Regions from separate parts of the Mus musculus genome. Here region 1 is linked to region 2. Evidence: chromatin contacts called from public HiChIP or PLAC-seq data. All regions are on one chromosome and are shown on one strand. The core of a region is the stretch at or near the end of the contact, and the rest is flanking DNA. Distances in the headings are between cores, read along the strand shown.

Region 1 (5,834 bases), core at 2,663-5,162, 200 kb after region 2:
GGGACCAGTGGGAGGGTGACCTGGCTGTAACTGGAATACCCAATCCAGCTCCCGTTCTCATTCCCCCCACCCCCACCGCACTGCTGCGGGGCGTGGGGAAGAGAGAAGCCCAGGAAGTCCTCAAGGCCTGCAGTCCCCGGGCCCTGCCGGCCCCAGGCGCTCCGGAAAGCGGTACTGTATCTCGCCAAGGCCTGTCTGAGCACTAAGTGCATTTACAAAGCTCTGAGAATGTTTTTTTTATACTAAAATTGACCATTATATTCTACTGTGAGAAGTGCAGTCTGTCTGCACTATATTGTTTTAAAAACGAAGAGAAAGAAAAAAAACGGAAAACAGATGGTGTCTCAGCTGTGGGTTTGCTGTAAGGCTGTTCTCTCTCTCTCCCTGGCTTCCCCCACCTCAGGGATCCACGGGAGGGCACCCCAAGGAGCCCTGTGGGGACAGAGTGGGGTGGCATGCAGGGTGAGCTATGCCCAACTTATTACAAAGCTCTTCAAGATAAATGCTATCCCGTGTCTATGTGTCAGGCCCGTGGTCCATCCATAGGGGCAAAATCAATCCTGAGCCCAAGCCCTGGTGGCTCTTTTCGGTGCTGAGGTGGCTCTGAAAACTCCCCATTGGAAGTCCATCTCTAGATCCTGTTGTCATCCTCCCAGATTAAATGGTTGCCATGTAGCTGAGAACAGGCTAGCCATCGCCCTGGCCGGCATGGATTATGCAGGCTGACACCTGGCATATACCCATACCCTGCCAGTCCTGTTATTGGAACTTGTCATTCACTAGGGACCAGTCATACCTCCTAAAGACTCACAACGCCCTTGTAAGGTAGGAAGTCAGCCTGAGGTTACGCTCCAGTGGGCCAGGTACCCCCAAGAAGAAAGCCGAGAGGACTACCTGTCCTGCCACCTGTGGGGGTCAGGGCACACCTGTCCTGCCACCTGCAGGGGTCAGAGGGCCCAGCAGGATGGCAGCCTGGAAGAGGGGGTCCCCTCCCCAGCACGAGGGCTTCCTTGTACCCTGAACTCCGCCCATGCTTCCTTCTCCCCAGCTCCTCCCCAGTCCAAGAGCCTGGCGGGACCTCTGTGCTGGGAAAAGTCGGAATCTCCAATCTGAGGCAACTCCCCTGCCCCACACAGAACCCTGGCCAGAGACAGAACACTGCTCACTCCAGCCAGGACTCCCAAGTCAGTCAGGCCCTCGGCTGGGGCCACAGACTCCTGAAGCCTTGTAGCCACCCATGGTCTGTTCAGAAGTGGAGACTCAGCACCCATGTGTGGGCAGGACCAAGCTTTTCTGTGGGACGTTCATGAGCCTGGGCTACCCTGTGGGGTATGGGAGACCCGGGTGAAGTCATAGTAGAGGATCAGCAGGTGACATAGTGACCTTGGCCCTATCAAGTGAGGGATAAGATCAGACTCATATTTCCCAGAGCGGACACAGGACCCAAGGAAAATAATGGCACCACCACACTGCCTAAAACCAAAGCCAGTGGGACACTCAGAGCCACAGCAGGCAAAGCAGGCAGACAGACAGGGTCTGAGGCCCCATGGCTACACCGAGCTGCCCTGAAGTATGCGTTTCTCGACTGCAGTCAAAACCAGGGCGTCAGTGGCACCGGGAGTGGTGCTAGGGGGCAGACCACCCTGCTATCTGCAGCGGTGTGTGTGTGTGTGTGTGTGTGTGTGTGTGTGTGTGTGTGAGTTCAGAGCAATCTGTCCTGTGGCTGGGTTCCTATTTCCTGGGCCTCAGTTTCCCCTCTGGGAGCCGAGATGGATGACCTGAAGAACATTCTAGATGCCATGACCCTGGTCACAAGGGTCATGATCAGACAGGACAGCCTCGGGACACATAAGGTCACCAACATGGTAGAAGGCGACCCACCCACAGTCAAAGGCTCAGAGCGCTCTGCACAGGTGAAGCGCTGCAGCTGCCAAAGCCCTCCCATGCCCTCCGCACTCCTAGCTGCTCTGTGTGTGGCGGGAGGCAACACACAGGCTGCGGGTTGTATTTGCCTTCAGAACTAAGGGCTGGCCAGCATGGTTGGGGCTGGATGCTGGGCAGCCAGACGGTCTCCTCCACCCTCCTACCGCAGCTGTGGCTATCTCTGTTCTACACGCCAAGAGCTCTCTCCCTGGAGCTATCTTGGGCTTCCATGTCTCCAGGCTGAGCAGGTAGGCAGGCACTTGATACTACATCCATAGCTATATCAGTAGAGCCACCAAGGGGCGACTTCTGCATCTTACCAGATCAGGACAGCCAGAGTCTGAGAACCACCGGGACGAACACCAGCTCAAAGAACAGAGACCTTAGGCTCCACCCCCAGCCCCTGCCCAAAACAAGAAACTGCACCCTAGAGACACAGACCACACTGGCATACTAAAGGCTCTGACGAGTCCCTAGCTTAGCCCACTATTCTGTCAACATCTGAACTTAAGGGTTTTGTTTTGTTTTCTATTAAAGTCCCAGGGAATGGAGGGCTCAGGAGACCCCTCTGTGCTGCAGTAGAGGAAGGAGTACCTTACTCCTGGGCCTCGGTTTCCCCAGTTGTAACACAGTATAATGTGCTGTGGTGGAGGAAAGATTTGAATCCAACAGTGGTCAGGAGTCTCGACCTCGTCTAACTTTGCCGCATCCTATCAGGAAGGGAGGACAGTGCGGCAGGATGACCCCTCTGAACGCCCATCCATTTGAGGCGGGAGGGAGCTCACTGCATAGCCTGGCCTTGAAACTCATCCTTCCTGAGAGGCCAAGTCCTGAGATCACAGGTATGTCCTAGCACACCCAGGTGAAAACGATTTTGAAGAGAAACCCGAGGCCCAGGGAGGGAAGACAGCTTGCCTGTTGATCGCAAGGAATTTGATCCTAAACCATCCAGAAACGAGGCCACCTTCTCACAGAACACAGGCTGCTCCCAAGTCCAGGGTTCCAAGTGTCCCTTAGGCCTTTTCTGAGAGGCCCCAGGTATGACCACAGCTGACCCCAATTATGGCCACCTGGGAAAGTTAGTGCACCTGTTGCTGATAAATTTCGACACCTTCATAGACGCACGAGAGTCTAAATTAAAAAAATTAAAATCCGGGCTGGTGAGATGGCTCAGTGGGTAAGAGCACCCGACTGCTCTTCCGAAGGTCAGGAGTTCAAATCCCAGCAACCACATGGTGGCTCACAACCATCTGTAACAAGATCTGACTCCCTCTTCTGGGGTGTCTGAGGACAGCTACAGTGTACTTATAATAAATAAATAAATAAATCTTTAAAAAAAAAATTAAAATCCTTGTGGGGCTCAGTATGGCACTTGCTTACAAGCTCTGGGTCGCCCACCACCACCACCACCAAACTCCCAAGAAGCTACTAGAAGTGAACCTGGTAATAAGACAGGAATCAGGTTTGAGTCCTGCCTCTGCCACATTCTCACTGTGTACCCTGGAGTGGTTTCCATTATTTGGTCTCACCGCTTTCTCTGTAAAATGGAGTTAAGGCCCCGTGCTTCCTACCTATATGGTGAGTGACAGACACCTTGGCTTCACTCACTAAGATCAGAAAATGCATCCTCTCAAATCATGAGACATCTTAAGGGGAGGGTAGCCCAAGGGTTAGCTGAGTCATAAGGGGCTCAGTGGTGTCATGGGGGGGCGGGGCTTATACGCTTTTAGTCATCGTCTTAGTCTCTATTCTGTTGCTGCGAGGAGACACCATGACCACAGCATTATAAAGGAGAGCATTTAACTGGGAGGCTGGCTTACAGTTTCAGAGGCTTTGTCCATTATCATCATGACAGGGAGCATGGTGCTGGAGAAATAGTGGAGAGCTACGTCCTGATCCGCAGGCAGAGAAAGAGCAAGACTGCGCCTGACATAGGCTCTAGAAACCCCAGAGCCCACCAGCCAGTGATACACTTCCTCCAACAAGGCCACACCCACTCAAGCAAGGCCATACCTACTCTAATGAGGCCACACCCAACCTAGCAAGGCCACACTCCAAACAAGACCACGCCCACTCTAACAAGGCCGTACCTACTCTAGTGAGGGCACATCCCCAAGCAAGCCCATGTCTACTCTAACAAGGCCACACTGCTCCCAGCCTGGCCTAGCCACACACACCCTTAGCTCTGCAGTCCCTAGGGTGTGAGTCTCCCCTGGCCACAGCTCTCCCATCTTCTTACCTCCCACCTATCCATTTGTGAGATCCCCAGACCTCATTGCCCCCAGGAGGGTTAGGAGGTACCTAGCTCTCAAGGACATGCTTTGGGGGACCAGGGTAGAGATAAAGGCACAGAAGGTAACTTGACGGCTCACCCACAGGAGCCACAGACACGGCATGGAGGTCACATTATTCGCTTTAAACGGTGGTGACGACCCTGAGAGGTAACTTCATTTGATACCCCGGAGCTCTGGCGAAGCGTCTCTTGACCAAACCCCTCTGCTTTGGTGGCCAATGTATCCATTATTTTCCAGAAATCTTTAAACCTTGGGGGATAGTGTTCGTCACACGTACTGCACGCATGCGCACCCCGAATGACTCCCTCCAGGAAAGAAGACAGAGGTCCCTGAAAGGAAAGGGCTCCAAGAGAGCACCGGGAGCCACAGGGGTGGGATCCCCCGAGTGGCAGCTGATAGGGTCCCCGTGCAGAAGCAACCTGGGGAGGCAGAGGCCATGAGCACACAGTGCTGGGTTCAAATGTCACCTTCACCGCTGGTGGCCCTGGCGAGGGTCCTGGCATCTAGGATGCTATTGAGTCCTGGTTCCGGGCTTGGCTGGGTTCTGTAACCAGTAACTGTAGCTGACTGCACCATTTAAAACAAAACAAAACAAGGGGCTAAAGAGATGGCTCAGTGCTTAAGAGCACGGGCTGCCCTTTCAGAGGATGTGGGTTCGATTCCCGCATCCACGCGCCTCACCACCATCTGTAACTCCTGTTGCAGACCCTCTTCTGGCCCCCATGAGCACTGTAGGGACAACGATAAAAATAAACCCCTTTTTAAAAAAGAGAAAACTCAGCAGTATCTAAACTCGCTCATTCCGCAGGCATCTGTGGGGTTTTTATTTTTATTTTTTTTTTTGGTGAGCGCTGCAAAGCCCCGGGCCACGTGACTGTTCATCAGCCTGTCACTCATCCTTGCCTTAAGGCGGGCCAGGAAGATACCAACCCCCATTGGCCAACACACATCACATGGTTAAGCTCAGGTGTTGGAAATTATGCTCTGCTCAGTAAGCAAGCTGCATGGACTAGCAGTGCGGCGTGATGTCACACACCTGCTCTACCTGCACGTGGGAGGTGGAGGCAGGATTGAGAGTTCAAGGCCAGCCCCGGATACGGGGCAGAAATAAAATATAAAAATAAAGGAAGAGGCTGTGGTGCAACCTAGCACACGTGGTACAGGCTAACTTTCCCGTGGTGGTGGAGGTGGCTGGTCCTGCCTTGGGGGATGTGGTAGAGTTTTGACTCTAGCCAAAAACCAGGTCTGACTAATGAGAGAGCATTCTGCTTCCCTGGCTCTCAGAGAGTTGGGGAGTGGTCCTGAGCTGCCCAGTAAGAGCCAGTCCTGGGTGGATCAAGTTGCCAACCTCGTGGGCCAGTACCTGGGAAATCCTGACTGGGGCAAACCCCACACATAATCAGCGGCTGCTGAGGCACAGAAGAAACTGAAGCTGCCTGGATCCAGCCATACCTGAAGCTAGAACCGCGTGGTCATTTTCAGCCATATGGGCCATTCTATGCGCTGGGAAGCTGAGTTAGGGCGCTGGTTTGCCAGCCCGAGCTACAGAACAAGTTTGAAGCTGATCCAGTCAGCCCAGCAGGACTCAAATCACCAATTCATACTCATACATCTTGT
Region 2 (5,626 bases), core at 3,049-5,548:
GGGTGCTCTGTCTGTCGGGCAGATCGAGGGGATGACCTGTTGCTTCCAGACTCTCCTGTCACTCTGTGCTATGCTAACTGACATCTGGCTTCAGTCTCAGAGGGAAATGGTGGGCAGGAAGGTGGCATGGCAGTCACCCCAGAGATACACATCTGCTCAGCGTCTGACTTGCCGTGTGGACCTGTGTGTTCCAGGGGACTTTGAATTTTTAAGAGAAGATTCTCCAAATTCAGGGTCTTAGATTAAAGCTTCAGACCTGTTAATGCTGTGAGCTAATTAAATTTTGTCAGCGACCCTGAAGGCCATGTTTGCTGCTCAGGCTGCGGCCACCTCTGCTTTGACGCAGAGCTTGCTTGTGTTAGAGCTCCCTTTCCGCATCAGAACCAGGCATCGCTGTGTGGACCCTGGAAGTCTCAGTCCCCATCAGAGGAGTCTGGCACCTACCTCCTGAAACAATTCTGAAATAATTGGGAGGTGTGGACTGTGGTGTGTGCTGAGAGGGGGCGTTGTTGGCTCGCCACCACCTCTGCAGGGCTAAAACACCCCTGGGCATCACAGGAGACAGTCGCCCTTAACTTAGGCAAAGCCTGTTTTCCTCTTTGCATACTTTCTTGTAAACCGGAGTTAGAACACAAGAGGGTCGTTTATTCATTCCGTAATGCTACAGGTTCTCCTGAGCCTGGGTCTGAGTGTTCAAGGCCTTTGCTTGTTGTGACCACACAGGGACGTGAAGAAGCTGAGGTCTGCCTTGCTGTCCTCGACTCTCACGCCATCCAAGGCCAGGCTTCTGGTAGATTTCACCATCCTGCTGAAATACCCCCCTTCTTCAGGGTGAATGTAGTCTATCATTTAGTTATCCGGAACTGGAGGAAGCTTAGACATGCCCTTATCCAGCCCTCGGGCAGGTGCCAGCTCACTGTCCTCTGTTTAGCATGTTGAAGCCTGAGAGTGCCTGGCTCTGTCCTGTGTGTAACGCTCACATAACCACACCGGTACCGACAGGGCAGGGACGCATCAAAGGAGGCAGGCGGCACATCCCCCTTACGACCTCTTGAAGAGACTCCAGTGGCTCCGATCAAGCAGGGATGAATCTCTATCCAGCAGGTCTTCCTTGAGCACTGCCACAGCTGGCTGAGATGGTCACGTGTGCCGTCCCATTAAATCCCCACAATGCCGAACCCCTTCTGCTAGGGCGTCATACTGAACAGAGAAGTGGTCGGTGCAGGAGCCTGCTGAGCGCTCTGTGCATCCTCCCTCGTGCCCAGCAATGCCGGGTTGTGCTGCTTCCAGTGCCGCAGCCACAGCTGCACACCAACATGCCCCTCTTCCTTTCCCATCCTTACTGCCTCTGCTCCGCTGGCTTCGTCTGCTTTCCAGGTGGAGTCTCCATAACTCAGGCTGGTCTCAGACTCACAGGCCACAGCCCTGAGTGCCTCCCTCCCTGCAAGTGGCCTGGGGACTAAGAGGTCATCTTTCTTGGCTCAGCAGCCTAAGAATCTGTTTCTGACAAGACGCAGACTCTGCAGGAGGGACTGTCATTGAACATGACAGGAAGACGGCAGGGGTACCTCAAAACTAGGGCTCAGTGCTGCCAGGTCACTCGTTGGCTTTGTGTCAAAAGCCACCAGGACAGCACAAGGGAGGATGAGTAGACCCCATGGGCGTGGTCTGTCGTGTCAGCAGAGTGTGACAGTACTGCCCCAGGATAAAACTTAGCACTCCCACATCAGGGCACACGGAGTGGCTGTCAGATGCCAGGAAGGCCTGCAGAGAGAACCCAGAGGCATCTGCCTTAGTTCTGGTCAGGTCACTGTCGCTGTGACAAAATACGGTGACCAAAAGCAGCATGGGAGGAAAGGCTTCATCTGGCTTCCACGTCCACTGAGAGAAGCCAAGGCAGGAACTCATATTGGGCAGGAACCTGGAGGCAGCAGCTAACACAGAGGCAGTGGAGAGGGCTGCATACTGGCTTGCTCTCTGCTTTGCTCTGCCTGCTTTCTGAGAGCACCCAGGATACCTGTCACTAATTAAGGAAATAGCCCACAGGCTTCCTGCAGCCAGATCTTAAGGGGTAATTTCTCAAGTGAGTTCCCTCCCTCAGATGACTATAGCTTGTGTCGAGGTATCATCGAGGTTTGGTGGACTCGGAAAGTGTATGTGGGTTCTGGAGAGGAGATGCACATTCAGTGTCTGCATTTACCGATCTTGGTTTCCAGTGCTGCGGCTTACACCGAGAGCCTGGCATGGGCTAAGCACACTTACCCCACAGAACGACACCCCACAAGGAGCTGACCACATGGCAGCCAAGCTCAGAGCTCTCCCAGCGGCACGTTCCACTGTCCCTGCCCTCCTGTGGGCAGACTGCATCATCACTGCACATGGGCTTCCCGCCATTTCTCCTGCCGCAGCTGTCCCGCCGCCAGCTGGTCTTTTAGTTCAGAAAGCTGGCCTGCCTGCTCCAGCCTTTGCAGCCTCTTCCCCACGGTTGCCTTCAGCAGCCAAGACACTGGGGTTTTCACCTTACATGTCCTGTAAGCCTGACTCCGCCCATGAGCTGAGAGATTCCCATGCTGCCCTAGTCTCCTCCACCGTTAATGAGCAGAGCTAGCTAGCTAGCCCCGTCAGGCCCTGTATCCTCCTGGGGGCAGTCTCCTCGTGCCTATGAGTGAGACACGGTAGCCATCAAATGAATCCTCCATGGCTGCTATGCAGACCTGTGTGGTTAGACTCATGGGTTTGCCAAGGCTGTGCTCCTCACGGGCGGAAACTCTGTCTCCATAGGACGGCTACGAACAGCTCCGGCAGCTTTCCCAGCATGCCATGAAGGGTGTGATCCGAGTGAAGTTTGTCAACGACCTCGGGGTGGACGAGGCTGGGATTGACCAGGATGGTGTCTTCAAGGAGTTTCTGGAAGAGATCATCAAGAGGGTGTTTGACCCCGCACTCAACCTGTTCAAGGTGGTGAAGGGGATGCTGGTGGGGCTGGCAGCCGCCCGACTCGGGGATCCCGTGCAGAGTAAAGACAGGCCTCTAACGTCCACCTCTTCCCGCCCTTTCTCCTGGCAGACAACCAGCGGGGATGAGCGGCTGTACCCATCACCCACGTCCTACATTCACGAGAATTACCTGCAGCTCTTCGAGTTTGTGGGGAAGATGCTGGGAAAGGCAGTGTATGAGGTAGGCGCGCAAAGGAGCCTGGGACAGCTGTGCAGTGGTGCCTGAGAGCGGGGCGTGGTAATGCACACACTCTAGTCCTGTCATTCAGGAGGCCGAGGCAGGGGGATTATGAGTTTGAGGCCAGCCTGGGATACACAGCTAGACCCTATCTCAAAAAGAAAATATAAAGTGATATGTGTGTGTCTGTTTGGAGATGGAACCTGGGCTTCACAAGCTAAGACAGCACTTTCTGTCCCTGAGCCACCCGAGCTCAGCTATCGCATGTCACTTGAGTTGATTCTGTAGGGACAGAGGTTCCTGGAGTTAGCCAGCTTGAACAGAAAGATTGGATGTAGCCAGCAGTGCAGCAGGCACCACATTTCCTTCCTGTCGTCTCATCAGTAAAGGGGGGATCAGAAAAGCCACGTGACTGGGTTGTCCTCCGTGGTGAGTAAAAGCTGTGCCTGGCACCAGGTCCAAGTCTCCCTTGGCACCCTTGGCTTCTTAGCCTCACAGGGTCATGGTAGTGAGGACTTTCTCGGAGCGATCCTCTCTGAGCGCCTGGTTCCCATCCATGGGCACCCAGGCTGTGAGAGCCACCTGCGCAGCTCAGCTGAGGTGGCCCCAAGGCCTGCGCCTACACCTGCGCCGCGCCGGAGATGCTTTCTTAGATGACCCGAGGGAGAACTGCAGGCTGCATGTAGACTCCACCAGTGCCCGCCCTCCAGCTGCCCAGGGCTGAGAGCTGAGCCCTGCCTCACGTCTCTTCCAGGGGATCGTGGTAGATGTGCCCTTTGCCTCCTTCTTCCTGAGCCAGATGCTCGGGCACCACCACAGCGTCTTCTACAGCTCCGTGGATGAGCTTCCCTCCCTGGACTCGGAGTTTTATAAAAACCTCACCTCCATCAAGGTTAGTGCTGACTGGGGTGTGTCCACAGCCAGGTGACCAGCTGAGTCACCTTTCCTGTCACTGAGACTTAACCCCAACCCCACACCAGCCCCCATGCTCTCTCTCTCTGTTCCATTAGCGCTACGATGGAGACATCGCAGACCTCGGGCTGACGCTGTCTTACGATGAAGACGTCATGGGTCAGGTATGTGGCTGACCTGGCAGGCTGCTTCTGCTCTTGATGTGCTCCGACTCATGCTTTCCCTCAGAGATCTGCTCACTGGGGCAGTGAGTGTTCACGCCAGCCGCTGTCCTCAGCAGCAGCCTACCTCTGTGGCACCCAGCAGCCTCAGTGCAAATGTTTGGACAAGGGTTGGATGAGAAATCTTTCCTACTGATCGCAGGAGGCCTGCTTGTTGATGTTTTGGCCCCAGGCTTTTGTGAAAGATGATCTTTCTCAAACACACAGCATCTTCATTCCATGGGCGTTGTTCAGGCCCTTTCATCTTCAGGAAGCATCGCTGGCGTTAGAGTTCTCTCTGGTAATTACTCCCGTCCTCTCCCCCAGCTCGTCTGCCACGAACTGGTTCCCGGAGGGAAGACCATCCCGGTTACAGATGAGAACAAGTGAGTATGGCAGTGAGCGCCTGAGGCCAGCACCTGCGAGGACCGCTCTGGCTCGGGCTCAGGCTGAGAACTGAGCAAGATAGATGGGTGGAAAGAGGCCATAAATATCCTAATGGGATTTCCTGGTTACAGTTCATAGGATAGAATTGTAGTAAATTCAATTTGCAAAATAAGAGTGGATGGCTTACTCTTCGCAGAAGCACTTGGAAGGTCAGAGGTACCGTTCTTAGGAATGGAATGTAGGGCTAGTCCCCGCTGAGGCGGATGGAGCTCTAAGCAGCTTTGGCATGCTGTCCCAAGTGAGGGCAGGCGAGCCGGGACCCTTCCGAATGGCCAGCCGTGTGCCGCTGATCTCAGGAAGACAGGGTGAATGCAGACGCAGCACATATGTACATAAAGGCAGGGAGTTGAAGGAGGTGCTGGGGCAGGCGCGGTAGTGCCTGTCACAGATAATGTGCTTTTTTTAGTAATGTCAGAAATTCAGTCCTTTTGATCCCAGAAACAAACCCCTCAACGCATGCTCTGCACCCAGGCTTTCCCACCTAATTAAAAGGGAGGAGCTTGGCAGGAGGAGGGGACACTGGCCCTCTTGTGAGTTTTCTGCCACTCCAACTCTGGAATTTGAACTGTTTGTCTTAGCATCCATCTCAACAAGGACAGGCGAGGGCTCAGGCCCTGTGACTCATCTGGCCCCAGTGCAGTGTTCCTGGGCTCTGTTCCTCTCGGGTCAGCTAGTTTGGTAGCCAGTGCGCTGGGGGAGAGGGAGGGGTTAGGGTTTAACTTTAGAAGTCTTCAGTAGGGGTGAAAGCCATCAGCATTGCTCTTAACCACGTGGCGTTGGTTTGAAAACTTTAACAAAGCGTTGCCTGCAGAGAAAGGATGACTGAGGTCTGAGTCTACAGAGTGAGTTCTGGTCCTGCCTGTGTGTGGCTGTGACTTCCTCAGGGGGCAGCA

What was found. HiChIP or PLAC-seq counts read pairs in DNA pulled down with a chosen protein or histone mark.
Region 1: a contact with region 2 is called in an H3K27ac HiChIP or PLAC-seq map of trophoblast stem cells, with 3 times the contacts expected there. The contact joins two enhancer-like sites. A contact is called at or near these places in 1 of 39 promoter capture datasets (the SN4741 cell line), 1 of 484 Hi-C or Micro-C datasets (palatal mesenchyme) and 3 of 115 datasets of contacts at active chromatin or transcription factors (cardiomyocytes, embryonic basal ganglia and trophoblast stem cells).

What each region holds. Positions count from the first base shown.
Region 1 is chr5:114,612,884-114,618,717 of GRCm38.p6, forward strand. Fam222a (family with sequence similarity 222, member A) reads left to right here. Exons shown (of 3, transcript NM_001004180.1): 3 at 1-335. Among named protein-coding and RNA genes, the nearest start is that of Gm34844, 18 kb to the left of the region's middle. Within about 2 kb of position 3,913, at least 17 of the 459 cell types and tissues checked have an H3K27ac peak or open chromatin away from gene starts, as enhancers often do. A contact at or near this core is called in trophoblast stem cells, where this site is marked.
Region 2 is chr5:114,408,238-114,413,863 of GRCm38.p6, forward strand. It overlaps Ube3b (ubiquitin protein ligase E3B), which reads left to right. Exons shown (of 28, transcript NM_054093.3): 20 at 2,782-2,958; 21 at 3,067-3,177; 22 at 3,929-4,066; 23 at 4,185-4,250; 24 at 4,614-4,672. Among named protein-coding and RNA genes, the nearest start is that of Mir7027, 6.6 kb to the left of the region's middle. Within about 2 kb of position 4,299, at least 48 of the 459 cell types and tissues checked have an H3K27ac peak or open chromatin away from gene starts, as enhancers often do. A contact at or near this core is called in trophoblast stem cells, where this site is marked.